2 separate regions of the Sus scrofa genome follow, and region 2 is linked to region 1. The links are chromatin contacts, called in public HiChIP or PLAC-seq maps. All regions are on one chromosome and are shown on one strand. Each heading gives the region's core, a stretch centred on a gene start, on an enhancer-like site or on the middle of the called end of the contact. The rest is flanking DNA. Distances are from core to core; before and after follow the strand shown.

Region 1 (6,246 bases), core at 2,800-5,299:
TCTCTGGCCTTCCAGAACATGTGTCTCTTCTCTTTGACTGACCCCTGGGGGGGGTGTGGGCTGCCTGCTGCCCTACCCCCCAGGGTGTCTTGACCTTCCTTGCTGGTTTCCTTAGCCCCAGTCTCAGCCCCAAACAGAGTCCTTCCCTTAGATTTTTTTGCTGTTCAGCCCTTCTGCATGCACTTTGTTCCCTGCCATGATTCTGGTCGATTCTCCCAAGGAAACTCTCCAGTGTTCCTCAAAGAGACCTTAGCCAAGAGCCGGGCACTTAATCTTGGTGTCCTTTAAGAGGGCACCCATCCAGAGGGATTGGAGCCACTTGCCTTCAAGAATGCCCACTAGTCTGCATGTGGGGCTGCAGAGGAAGCAGGTGCCCCATCAAGGAGAGCCTCAGGGGCCATAAGAGAGGGTTATGGACTGGCTCAATATTCAGAAATTCAGGTGCAAGTGCCTTTGAAGGAATATGCTGTTATAACACTATCAATGGAGTGTTGCTATCAGATCAGGCTGTGTCATCTTATCAAGCACAAAAGGAAAGAAAACATCTGACAAACATCATCTCCATGCTGGGCAACTTTTCCTTTGTGAGATCTTGTTCCATCCACACGCCAGCCCTGGGCGTAGGCAGTGTCTTCTCCATTTTCCAGTGTGGAAATGGAGGCTCAGAGAGGTGATCTGACTGGGCTTGGGTCGCCCAGCTTGTGAGTGGCAGAGCCTGGACACAAACCTGGCTTCTCTGTCTGCGTAAGAAGGGAATGGAAAAACATCCGTTGGAAGTACTGGGCCAAGCCTACTGAGGAAACTGGGCCCGGAAAGAGGCATTTGAATAGTAGAAAATCAACACAAATTCAACAATGATGTCTAGCTAGAGGCATCAACCATCACCCACTGCCAGGGCAGAGAGTCTATTTCTTCACTAGTAGCTGCAGGGCTTTGCACAACCAATTCATAGCAACTATTCACTCTCAACTACCTTCCTCTAAGAAGCCTCCTGGACCTTCCAAGTTTGGGCTATATGTCCCTTATTTGTTTCTGTGTAGTCCTTGTAATTGCTTAGACACCACATGCGTGTGTGCGCGCGCGTGTGTGTGTGTGTGTGTGTGTGTGTGTAAAGCCTTGAAGAATTCTGGAGGCACCTCAAGAAGGGCCTGAGAGCTATCCTTGCCTACAGAGAAGGTTGCACTGAGGGTGAGGGTGTAGACTCGTTTTTACTGGCCCTTGAGTGGAAAGGGGCCATGAGTGAAAGCTCCAGAGAGATCACTGTTAGATTCTCTTCAGGGTCAGACTGAGGTAGAACTTTCTAGTAATGAGAATCTCTCTATAAGGGGGCAGGCTGCCCTGAGACCCTGCAAGCACAGGCTGGAGAGGCAGCCACAGAGGAGACTGCACTGCAGATGGAATGGGGAGCAGATAAGACTGGACACGTCCCGACAGATGAAAGGTCTGTTGTGAAAACAAAACTCACCGCAGATTAATTTTCTACAAAGTGCTTGGCCCATCACGTGTATGAACTCATGTAATCTTGACACTGGCCTGCGAGGTAGGTGCAATCCAGTTCATGGATGAGGAAATTGGGTTCAGAGAGTTAAGTCACTGGCCCAGGAGATATTGGAAGAGCCAGGATCTAAATATGACCTGTGTCTGACCCTAGAGCTCCCCCAGGACTTAGGTGCATATAAGCTTCGCCCATGTCACCAGCACAACTTCGCTTATTTTGTTTTGTTTTCATGGGCCTCAGTTCCCCTCCAGGGTCCCTACCTCTTTGATGCCAGAAGCTGGCCAGCAGGCTAGGCCATCAGATACAGTTGGCTCTGGGAGGGTGGAGGCCTGGTCTGGGTCGTACTTTCCGGACTCGTTGGTTCCTCCTCTGCCTTCCTTTGTCTCCTTCTGGAAGGGACTCCACTGCTTGCCAGCTTGTCCCTGGACCTCTGGACACATTATGGATCCACATGACCTGGGAGGGATAAGCAGGTGACCTGAAGCATGACAGCTACAGCTAAGAGAAGGTTTCAGAAAGGTCTGTGGCTTCAGTTTCAGGCCTGATGAAAGGAAAAAAAAAATCTAAACACAAACCCAGCAGGCTGCCTGCCAGGAGTCTGTGAAACACAGTCCAAGCCAAAGCCAGTGTCGGCCAAGAGGGAAATTACAGGCCTTAAATGGGAGACTAGTCTGCAGAAAGCTCCCAGTTGTGTTTGGCATAAGTTTGTTTGCCTACATATGTGTTTATGTAGACGTATTTTTCAAAGTGTATCTCTTTATTATTTATGTATTTAGCCTCAAGACCCTTTTTAAAAACAATGTAGAAAGAGTACTTTAAAATACTTTAGCCCTTGATGATATTTGGGGCCACTCCATTTAGTTTAGTTAAAAGTCAGCTCATATTTACTGACAGCCTATTTTGTACCAGGCACTGTGCTCGGCGCTGGAGGTCTGGGGATGCAAAAGGCAGTTCCCTACCCCAAAGCAGCTCAGTGTCCAAAATAAGAAAAAGAAACGTGCACAAGTAAAGATCTCAGAATACCGTTGGAGACAAGGTCTCTCAGTTAAGTGTAGCTGGGACCCAAAGGACGGTGGAGAGGGGGTCTAGCAGGTTCTCACAGGCAGACAAAAGTGGAGGGGCCCTGGCTTGGCTGTATTCATTCATGGAGGTGTATGAGTCAGCTATTGCTGCAATAATGCTAGGTAACAAGCCACCCAAGACTCAGTCACTTACAACTATAAGAATTTTTTCTTGGGAGTTCCTTTTATGGCTCAGTGGTTAACAAACCTGATTAGGATCCATGAAGATACGGGTTCAATCCCTGGCCTCACTCAGTGGGTTAAGGATCTGGCATTGTCCTGAGCTGTGGCGTAGGTCACAGACACTGCTCAGATCCCACGTTGCTGTGGCTGTGTAGGCTGGCACCTATAGCTCTGATTCAACCCCTAGCCTGGGAACTTCCATATGCCATGGGGGTGACCCTAAAAAAGCAAAAAATAAAAATAAAATAAAATAAAAAATTTTTTTCTTCTCACTCTTGGGTTTGTGGGTTGGCTGGGTAGCTTGGGTTCCAGCTTCAGCTTAACTGGGGCTGTGGGTCAGGTGTGGGTCTGTTGCATTTGTCTCATCCTGTGAGCTAGGGTGAAAGGTAGCCTCTGGTTACTCCTTGCATGGTAAATGAGCAAGTAAGCAGACAAAAATGTAATGAAACAGGTAATACCTCTTAAAATTTCAGCCCAGAACTGCCATGCCGTCATTTCCCCCTTTTGCCCATCATTCCTTTGCCCATGATAAAGCCCAATATCACTGGACAGGAGAATGTATTTGCTCAGTCTAATGGGAAGCCCTACAAAGTCAAATGAAAAGTGTAAAATTCTAACATAAGGAGAGAAGGGAAAATTGGAGAAAGGTCCTGGGCTTCACAAGGAGACTTAATTTCAAATTTGAGTTACGCTTAACTGCTTTGGAAACTAGAGAAATCACTTAACTTTTCTGAATCTCTTTCCTTCTTACATACTGAGTGCTTACAATATACTGGTCACTGAGCTAAGTATTTTATGAATGTTGTGTTTGTAAGGTAGGTAAGGTAGATAGATGTTCAGCCCCAATTAAATGGAGGAGAAAACTGAGATTGACGGAGGTATGTGACTTGCCCAAAGTCACATGCATTCAGAGTTTCATACCATGTTTCTCTGAGCCACCTCTTCTTACTTGAAAGAAGGTGTGTATCCTCTCTGCCATGTAAAGGGTGCTTGTTTCAGGTGAATTTCTGTCTTCTTTCACCTTATAGAATCCTGGAACCCCCAGGTCACTGGACTTTTGCTTTCTGGTGAACTTCAACCAAGGGATAACCAGCTGATGTGACTGGCCACCACCACCCTAGTTTCAAAGTTCATTGTGGTTAAAAAAAAAAGTAAGAGCTATTCTTAGCAGCGATTGGAGGGTGATCTCACTTCCCAGTCACGAGTCTTCGGGAGGAAGGACACTTGAAGCAAAGCCTGGACAGTGTTGATGGTGCAACGTGTTTGGTGCAGAGGCAGATTTCGTAATTGCCATGCCTGTCAGGTGATGCCTTGGCCTCTGTTCCCCGGATATCTTTCCACTCTGGGGCCAGCTGTTCTGACATCGCTGGGGAGGGACAGGTGGCAGCTTCTCTTTTGCAAGACTTGATTCATGTGGCATGGAAGATACGAGCAAGAGCAAATCTTGGATCAGACAGACCCTATTTGAATCAAGGTTGTGCTTCTCTCTCTCTGGGTAGCCTTGCTCTCGGCAAAGCTGTTCCCTTTGCTTGCTTAACACCCCCACCCCTGACTTCTCAGAGTTAGCTCTCTCTGCCTAAATGTCCCCTCATTCACAAGGTCTTCTCTGACCCTCTCCAGCTCTATGCTCCCTTAACACCCTGGACACTCAGGCCTGGCACTCAGGCTTTCCTATTTACTCGCTTATTTGGCTATCTGCTACTAGGATACCTATTCTGAGAGGGCAATCCCTGCCTCATGTCCCACTGAAATCCTCCTTGCTTCCTAGTGCCTAGGGCATAGGACCCACTCTATGAACATTTATTTTGTCTAAAGAATTCAATAATAAATTACTAGAAGCAGGCTGCTGCTTTCTCTGGCAGATTCAACATTGTCGGGGCTGTGGAAGACACTTGGCTCTAGGTCCTTGCTACTTAAAGTGTGGTCCATGGACCTGCATCCTCTGGGAACTTGTAAGAAAAGCAGTTTCTCAGGCCCCATCCTAGACCTACTGAAACAGAAGCTGCCTTTTAACCAGATCTCAAGTGATTTGCATACACAGAAAGTTTGAGAAGCACTACTCTCGACAACATGAGGCTATTTTTAGAAATCACATCCAAGTGTGGAATCTTGTTTTGGGATATTCAAAGACTGCCTCTAAACCAGCTCCACTGCAGAACCCACCCACTAGTTTTAAGTGTACAGACTCTGGGGGGTACTGCTTAGAGAGAACTGCCGCTGTTTGGGTGGACAGGTGATCTGTTTATTAAGCAAGTGATTGCCTAGGTCCTTCTAATGACTAGTTTCAAGAGCATGCTGGATGCCCCACGGAGCCCTGGGGAATTTTCTATTAACTCTCTAACAGGGACATGGGGATGGGCCAGTGCTTGGTATCTAGCCTCACTCCAGCTCTATATAAAGAGTAGTATAACCTCCTCTTTATATAGAAGGAGGCTGAAGTCCAGAGAAGGTAAGTCACTTGCCCATGGCCACACAGTCGGGGATGAGGTACGGTGGGGATATTACCTTTGCTCCAGGCTGACTCCCCAAGGAAAACCACCCTTCTAACTCATGGTGGTAAAACCCCTGCCTTGTTCCACATTCTGTCCTTTAAGTCTTCTTCATGAAGGACTAACTATATTCTCTGAACCACACAAACTGGCTCTTCTCTATCCTCCTGACCTCATCTCCTATTATGTATATCTTTGGCTTCCTCTGTTCTAGCCACACTGGCCTGCTTTCTGTCCCTTGAACACATAAATGCTGGTGCCCACCCCAGGACCTTTGCACTTCTTTCTGATTGCAGCACATATCCCCAGATCTCTCCATTTTTGCCTGTTTGCCTTCTTTTTATCATTCAGGTCTTACTTTAATGTCACGTCCTGAGAAAGCTTTCCCCAACCACCCTAGGGAAAGTTTGCCCTCCCTCCAGCCTCTCCACTCCAACCAACAGCCACTTGCATTCCCATTATTTTATTTTTTTTTATAGCACTTAGTTCATCCAAAATTACCACGGACATTTATTCTGCTGCCTCCTCCCCACACCCCTTTCTCCCACCATTTGAGTGGAAGCTCATTTAGGGGCCTTGTCTGGTTGGCTGCTGTATCCCTAGACTAGAACAGTGCCTGACACCTATCAGGGCTCAATGATATTTGCTGAAAGTATAAAGGTGGGCTCATACTGAAAGTGACAACACAGAGTAGCTATTGCATGGATTCTGCTGTCTGACAGATCTAGGTTTGAGATGCCAATTCAATTTTGTGACCTTTGGCAATTCTTACTCCACCACCATGAGCCTCAGTTTCCACATCTGTGAAATGGGGATAACTACGCAACTCGGAGAGGTGGTGAGGACCACATAAAGCCACGTAAGAGACAGAGTTGAGCATAATTCAGATCCTCAGTAAATGTTGGGAAACCCTTCATACCTGCTCTACCCCTCAGATCCTGAGCCTTAATCGTGACTGAACTTCTTCTTGTTCCTCGTTCTCACCTCCAGGTCTTTGTTCATGAGGGACCTTTGT
Region 2 (6,246 bases), core at 2,733-5,232, 180 kb before region 1:
GTGTGTGTGTGCGCGTGTGTGTGCGTGCACATATATACACAAACACAATTTTGTAGGCATTTTGAGTTTATGAACTCTCTGCCCCAATATGCACAAAGGGTTAAGGATTTCTGAAATATACATATGCAAAATAAATTAAAAGAGGATTAATGGTTTTACAAGCCACTAGCTTCATCTTCCCTAACTATTAGTGTTACCCAAACAATAACTTATCGAATACCAAAATAACACTGACTTTTGAGTGTCCACAATTATCTGATTTTTTTGTCTTCAAAGTTTATAGAAGTCATTGGTGAATTTCTTCTACCACAATTATTTTTTTTTTCTATCCTTATTGTCAGAAAGGTTAGAATTTCAGGGATATGCATTCAGAATGATAGTTGAAACTAACAAACGTAGGGATAGGCCCGAGTTTCAGGGTTTTTTTTCTTTTTTTTTTTTCCAAACACCAGCAAACTGGGGAGTGGCGTGGCTTTTCTGCGCTGCACTGTTGTCTGGGCTTAGTCTACCTTTGCAGGTAATTAATTCCCCAGCCTGCTTATTTTTTCTAGTTGGCTCTTGTTTAGCTTCCACAGAGCCCCACCCCAAAGTGCTTTATTGTCCCTCTGCAGACTATTCCTACATATGGTCAAAATCAACTCACCTTCTGGGTTGCTGACATCGGCAAATTCACTGTTTGGCAAACTCTCCACTGCTTCCAGTAACCCTTTGTTAAAGAAGTGTTATTACAATGGAGTGGATCTGACAGCTAACAAGTCAGTCCAACCTCTTCCACCCCTAGATACATTTACTCCCAAGGAGAAACTCTTTGTGTCTTTAGATTTACAGCCACAGGCAGGATATTAGCACTCCCAGACCTGTTGGGTACTAGAGCACTGCTAATGAGCAAACAGCCCTGCCTCAATTAGTGGTTTGTGAAATGTTCCTGGATATCAAATTACTTTGGCTGCTTGATAATCACACCTGCTCTTGGGATGAAAAGCAACCAAGCAAAAATTGTTCCCTTGTTGAGTACTGCCTTGTTGATCTCCTAAGTTATATCTGCAGATAGAATTTAAGTTTGCCATCTCCCCAGAGTGAATGTGTGATTTACATATGTAATCATGTCGCTGTTCATGTTTTCTCTTTCGAATCTTTTTATAGTACCTAGATTACCATCTTTTGAGACTGATTCTATAATAATTATTTAAACAAGGTTGATTATCTTAGAAACAAATTGAGAAACTACTGAAGACTCTGAAATGGTAAACTGTTATACTGGTGATTTGTTTAGGCATAGGTGTTTATTTCAGGGAGGGGAAGGGGGGGGGAGAGAGAGGAAAAGAGAATGGGAGAATATTTCATCCAGATTGCAACTTCTGTGTTGGCTTTTTCTAAATTCTTTGCTTCTTAATTACCAAATAACTTCAGATGGTAGTAATGTTAACCCCAGCAACTGAAAAGAAAAGCTTCAGAATAGAGCTTGGGAAGAAAAAAAGTAGTAAAGGGAAAGGAATTCAAGATCTGTTATTGGTATTTGAATACGTTTATTGTGACAAGAATGCTGTTATAAATATTCATAAGCAAAGACCATCTCTTTTATCTAGGAATTGTTAAAGTAAGGATTCCAAATTGGAACGATACATCTTTTGTAAAAATCTGCCACTGTTTCTGCTTTGAGAATAAGCATCTATTGTTAAAATTTCTACTAACATTATAAATGGTCACAGCACACGCCACTTGATATAATCCAAACTTTAAAATGTTTTGACTCCCCAGTGGGCTGTCCCTCTGCATCATAACTTCCCTTCCCTCAGCCTCCTAAAATGCCACACTATCCTTTGTTAAGCAACTCTATATAGATAGTTGGGGAGGGAAGAGTATAGCTTCACCAGAGCATCAGTTACAGTTATTTCTCAAGTCCAGCAGACAACAGTTTTCACTGCTTGATAGCAAGCAGCACTGTGAGTGATTTTAATTGACCCTCTTAACTCCTTCAACTCCACCTGGACGAGTAATCTATAGATAATGCAGAAAAGAGGTTGGGGGAGGGGTAACTTTTTCAATATTTTATTGTATTTTCTTAAATATCCTTTCTGGAATTTTCAGAAACAAAACATAAAAAAATTATATACTTTATTACAAATGGTAAACTCAGAGTGCTCAAAATTTCTTATTTACAAACAACAACTGGGCAGGACACCCAAACAAACAAACATGAAATAACTTACAAAGGCATGAAGCTGTTTATTGACAGTAATCAGCTTTCATCAAATTAAAAAATATATATATGTACATACACAGTAATGGAAGGCAGGCCAGAAAGAGTTCATCTGCAGGCTGGGCCTCGCTCTCACAAACCTCCCTCCCGCCTCCCCTCCCCCACCCCCCCCTTTGTGTTAAGGAGTACTACAGAAGCAATCTACAGTCTCTATTGCAGTTTGCAACCCTCCCCCCTCCCCCCCCTTAATACTGAATGAGATCGAATGTTAGGTCCATGCAGTTCTTGGTCAGTGTTAAAGAAAAGTCTTAACGTTCTGTTTGCGCGGGGACAGCCCGTTCGCAAAGCGGGGCAGCCCGCGGGCTGCCGCTCCCTGGCTCCGCGCCGAGGGAGGGCGAGCCAAGTCCTTCCCACTCGTGCACACTGGGGGCGCCGTCAGGACGCAACCCAGTCCAACTTGGATACCCTTGGCTTTAGTCCTCCGACACTTCTTTTTTTTTTCTCCCTCTCTCTCGCAACTTGTCAAGTTCTCAAGTCTGTCTCTCTGCTATTTTTTTTTTTTTCTCCATTGCCCCTCAGCCCCCAACAGTCTCGCCTCAAAACGTTTGCAACTGCTGCGTTAGCATGAGTTGGCACCCACTGTTAACGTGGTTCATGACTTTTTGTTTAAGCTGGGCCACCTGTTCCCTGAGCATGTTGGCGGTGGACGCCAGCTCCGAGTTCTGCGCTTTCAAGGTTTTCACTTTTTCCTCCAGCCGGGCGATCCTCTCCAGCTTCCTTTTCCGGCACTTGGAGGCAGCGATGCGGTTCCTCATGCGCTTCCTCTCCGCCTTGATCCGCTCCTGCGACTCCATGTCGATGGGAGACAGGGGCGGGGTTTCCCCGGGCATCTCGGGCACCGTCTGCGGCTCCTCCTTCAGGGCCTGCAGCCGCGGGTGCTGCACGGGGATCTGCTGGGGCAGGTGGTGCGGCGGCTGCGGTGGTTGCTGTTGCTGCTGCTGGGGCTGAGCGGGAAAGGCCAGGCCCGCCGCGCCGTAGGAGGGCGCCCCGCCGCCGCTGCTCAGCGCGCCGGGGTTGAAGTTGCTGAGATTAGCGTAGACTGGCGGCTCGCTGTGTAGGCTGGCGCTGAAGCCGCCGCTGCCGCTGCCGCCCGCCACTGAAGCTACCGCCGGAGCCACCAGGCCCGCCCCGCTGACCGGCTGCGCCGCCGACGTGACGCTGGGCAGAGTGTTCTGGCTGTGCAGTTCGGCCAGCGCGCGCACGAACCCCTCGGCGAAGCCCTCCTGCTCGTCAGTCACGTTCTTGGGGCATAGGAACTGGGTAGGGGTCGGCGTGGTGGTGATGTGCCCGTTACTGGACTGGATTATCAGGCGCTCGAGTTCGGGCGACGCCAGCTTGAGCAGCCCCACGTCGGGCGAGGTGAGGAGGTCGGAGTTCTTGGCCCGTAGGTGCGGCTTCAGGTTGCCCACCGGGTCAGCCAGGTTCAGGGTCATGCTCTGCTTCAGGATCTTGGGGTTACTGTAGCCGTAGGCACCGCTCTCGGACTGGAGGAACGAGGCGTTGAGGGCATCGTCGTAGAAGGTCGTTTCCATCTTTGCAGTCATAGAACAGTCCGTCACTTCACGTGGGGTGAGTTTGGGTTGCGCGCAGAAGTTTCGGGGCCGCAACAGCGCGCTGGCAAACGGGGGACACCCGCGCTTCCCGGGGCCGTGAGCGAGGAAAGTTTCTCTAAGAGCGCGCGCCCCCGCCGGCTGGCCTCCCCCCTGCGCCCTCCTCACCAGCTCGCTCCGGGGGATCGCAAGGTTGAGACGCCGCCCGCACTCTTACTCGTCCGCTCGCGCGCGCTTCCCGGCTTTGAAAAAGTCGCGGTCACTCACGGTGAGCTCTCGGGAGCAGCGGTTCCTCGGAGCCCGCGGACGAACTCGCTTCCAGGCGGAGGCAGGCAGCGCAAAGCCCGCGGTGGCCTGCCCGCGGCGGGTCTCCGCCGCCCGGACTCCGACGACTGTCCCCTCCTCCGCTGCGAGGGGGAGGGGGCGCCCGGCAGCCGCGGGTCGCGCTCGCCCAAGTTCAGCAACCGGTGCGAGCGGAGCGGAGCGCACGTCCTCCTCACTCCACCGCCTCCTTTTCTTTACCGCCTCTGCGGCAGCTTCGGGCGGAGAGAAGCTTTGCGAAAGTTCGCTCCGGGACCCGGCGGCCACTTGTCCCCTGTCCTCCTTGCCGGGAAACTTCTCGCCGCTGCAGCTGGTCTCCGGACTTCCCCGTGCGGACAGTGGCCGCTCTCCGAGCTGTCAGCAGCGCCCGCGCAGCGGGGCTCTCCGCCTGGGGGCGGCTGGAGAAGGGGATCTCCCGGCACTCCCCAAAACACCAGCCCGGGAGCCACAGGCGTTAGCTCCGGGTCGTGGGAGAGAAAATGGAAAAGAAAATAAGATTTGCAGTCCGCCCCGACTGACGGTGCCTGTCTGCCTGCCTGAATCGGCGAACCTCCACTCCCGCCTCGCTGCTTCAGCCACACTCAGTGCAACTCTGAGCCCTTATCCAGCCGGAGCTCAACACTTATCTGCTACCAGTAAACCCCTAAAAATAGCCCATGATGTCACCCCAAGGCCTTCCCATTGGCTCTTGTCGCTCTCAGGAGGGCGGGCCCACCCGTCGCCATGGAGACCCCACCCTAGAAGATTCTTCTCTGGACCCGCGGAGGCTCACGGGATGAGGTAATGCTCCGCTGCCCTCCTACAGTTGGGCCCTTCTTTTGCCTCCCCTCCCTCCTCTCCTCGCGACTAGCGCCTCTCTCTTCCCCCTCCCCTCCTCGGCGCGTCTTTCCTGGCCCGCCCGGTGCATTGTGGGCTGACGTCTTGGGGTTTGACTGTCTAGTGACGGTGGCTGCCGCAAGCTGGGCGGACTCCGGCGGCGGCTCGCAGCCTCTGAAGGAGGCGGGCTCAAGTTCAGGGAAGGCAGGGGATGCGGGGACCCGGAAGGCTGGGGAACCGGGCCCGATGGCTCGGCCTGAGTGGGCTGGGCGGGTGTCACTGAGGGGGTCGATGTCATCTGCGGGCACTTCGCCGCCGCGCGGGGGGGAGGGGGCGGGCTAAGCGCCCAGGTCCCTGCCCCCCCCCGCATTTCCGGGGGGCGGGAGCACCGCCCTTAAGGTGGCTCTGTTAAGGCCCTTGTGGGGGCGAGTGAAAGTGGGCTGAAGTTTAGGAGAGTCGGCCCCCCACGTTGAGAACTCTCCGAAATTTGTCTCCCGGTCAAGTTCAAGAGCGACTGTTCGCGGCGCTGTCTGGAAGCCGAGTGATTTGCATTGCTTGAAACTGGGTGTTCATCTAAGTCCCTGCCGCGCCCCTACTTCACCCTCCAGACCATGGGAGAAAGCGCGCGGGGTTCACAGCTTTGCCTTGGGAACCGGAGGCGGTTTCTTAACAGGGGGTGGAATTAGGGGGCACCCAGTTGGGAATGAGCGTTATAGGTAATCCGAAACTCGGGGAACCCCGGTGATCGTCTTCTCGCCGCCCCCGCATAACATGCACGGGCACACCACACTTCACATGTGTGTACACACACACACACACACACACACACACACACACCAACCACTCCTCTCGCCCTGATTTGCTTCCGGGAAAACAAGTCCGAGAGCAGCAGGCACTTGCCAAAAGTCACGCAGCGAGTCAGGGGAGGATCCAAGATTTCAAATTTCTCCGGCCGGGTGGTGGGTCCATATCCTGTGTAGCCTCTAGGAAGCGCTAGACCCATGTAAGTGGTTCCTTTTCTGTGGTTGTTATTTTATCCTCCCCCATCCCCGCACCCCTTAGGGACAAAAGTGTATGGCGGAAAGAATCCCAAAGTCTGGAGTCGTGGGTTCTCACATGGCCAGCGCTGCCACGGTGTGAAGTGAACAAATCATACAACTTCTCTGAGAGTCAGTTCCTTCATCTGCAAGTGGGGCTGGTGAGACCCACCTCGCTGAGCTGGGTTGCTGTAGTGTCATGGCCTCCAGGGCTAGGAGGTCATTGCCTACAGCCCCCTGCCCTGGCCTTCCTGGGAGTTTC

What was found. HiChIP or PLAC-seq counts read pairs in DNA pulled down with a chosen protein or histone mark.
Region 2: a contact with region 1 is called in an H3K27ac HiChIP or PLAC-seq map of skeletal muscle. The contact joins the promoter of JUN here to the enhancer-like site in region 1. A contact is called at or near these places in 5 of 5 promoter capture datasets (fetal liver, fetal skeletal muscle, liver and 1 more), 12 of 47 Hi-C or Micro-C datasets (embryonic fibroblasts, heart right ventricle, liver and 3 more) and 2 of 2 datasets of contacts at active chromatin or transcription factors (alveolar macrophages and skeletal muscle).

What each region holds. Positions count from the first base shown.
Region 1 is chr6:153,503,259-153,509,504 of Sscrofa11.1, reverse strand. No RefSeq gene overlaps it. Among named protein-coding and RNA genes, the nearest start is that of JUN, 180 kb to the left of the region's middle. Within about 2 kb of position 4,049, at least 23 of the 83 cell types and tissues checked have an H3K27ac peak or open chromatin away from gene starts, as enhancers often do. A contact at or near this core is called in alveolar macrophages, fetal liver, liver and 1 more, where this site is marked.
Region 2 is chr6:153,684,161-153,690,406 of Sscrofa11.1, reverse strand. It overlaps JUN (Jun proto-oncogene, AP-1 transcription factor subunit), which reads right to left and starts at 3,982. Exons shown (of 1, transcript NM_213880.1): 1 at 2,772-3,982. The coding sequence starts at 3,804. The coding sequence ends at 2,797.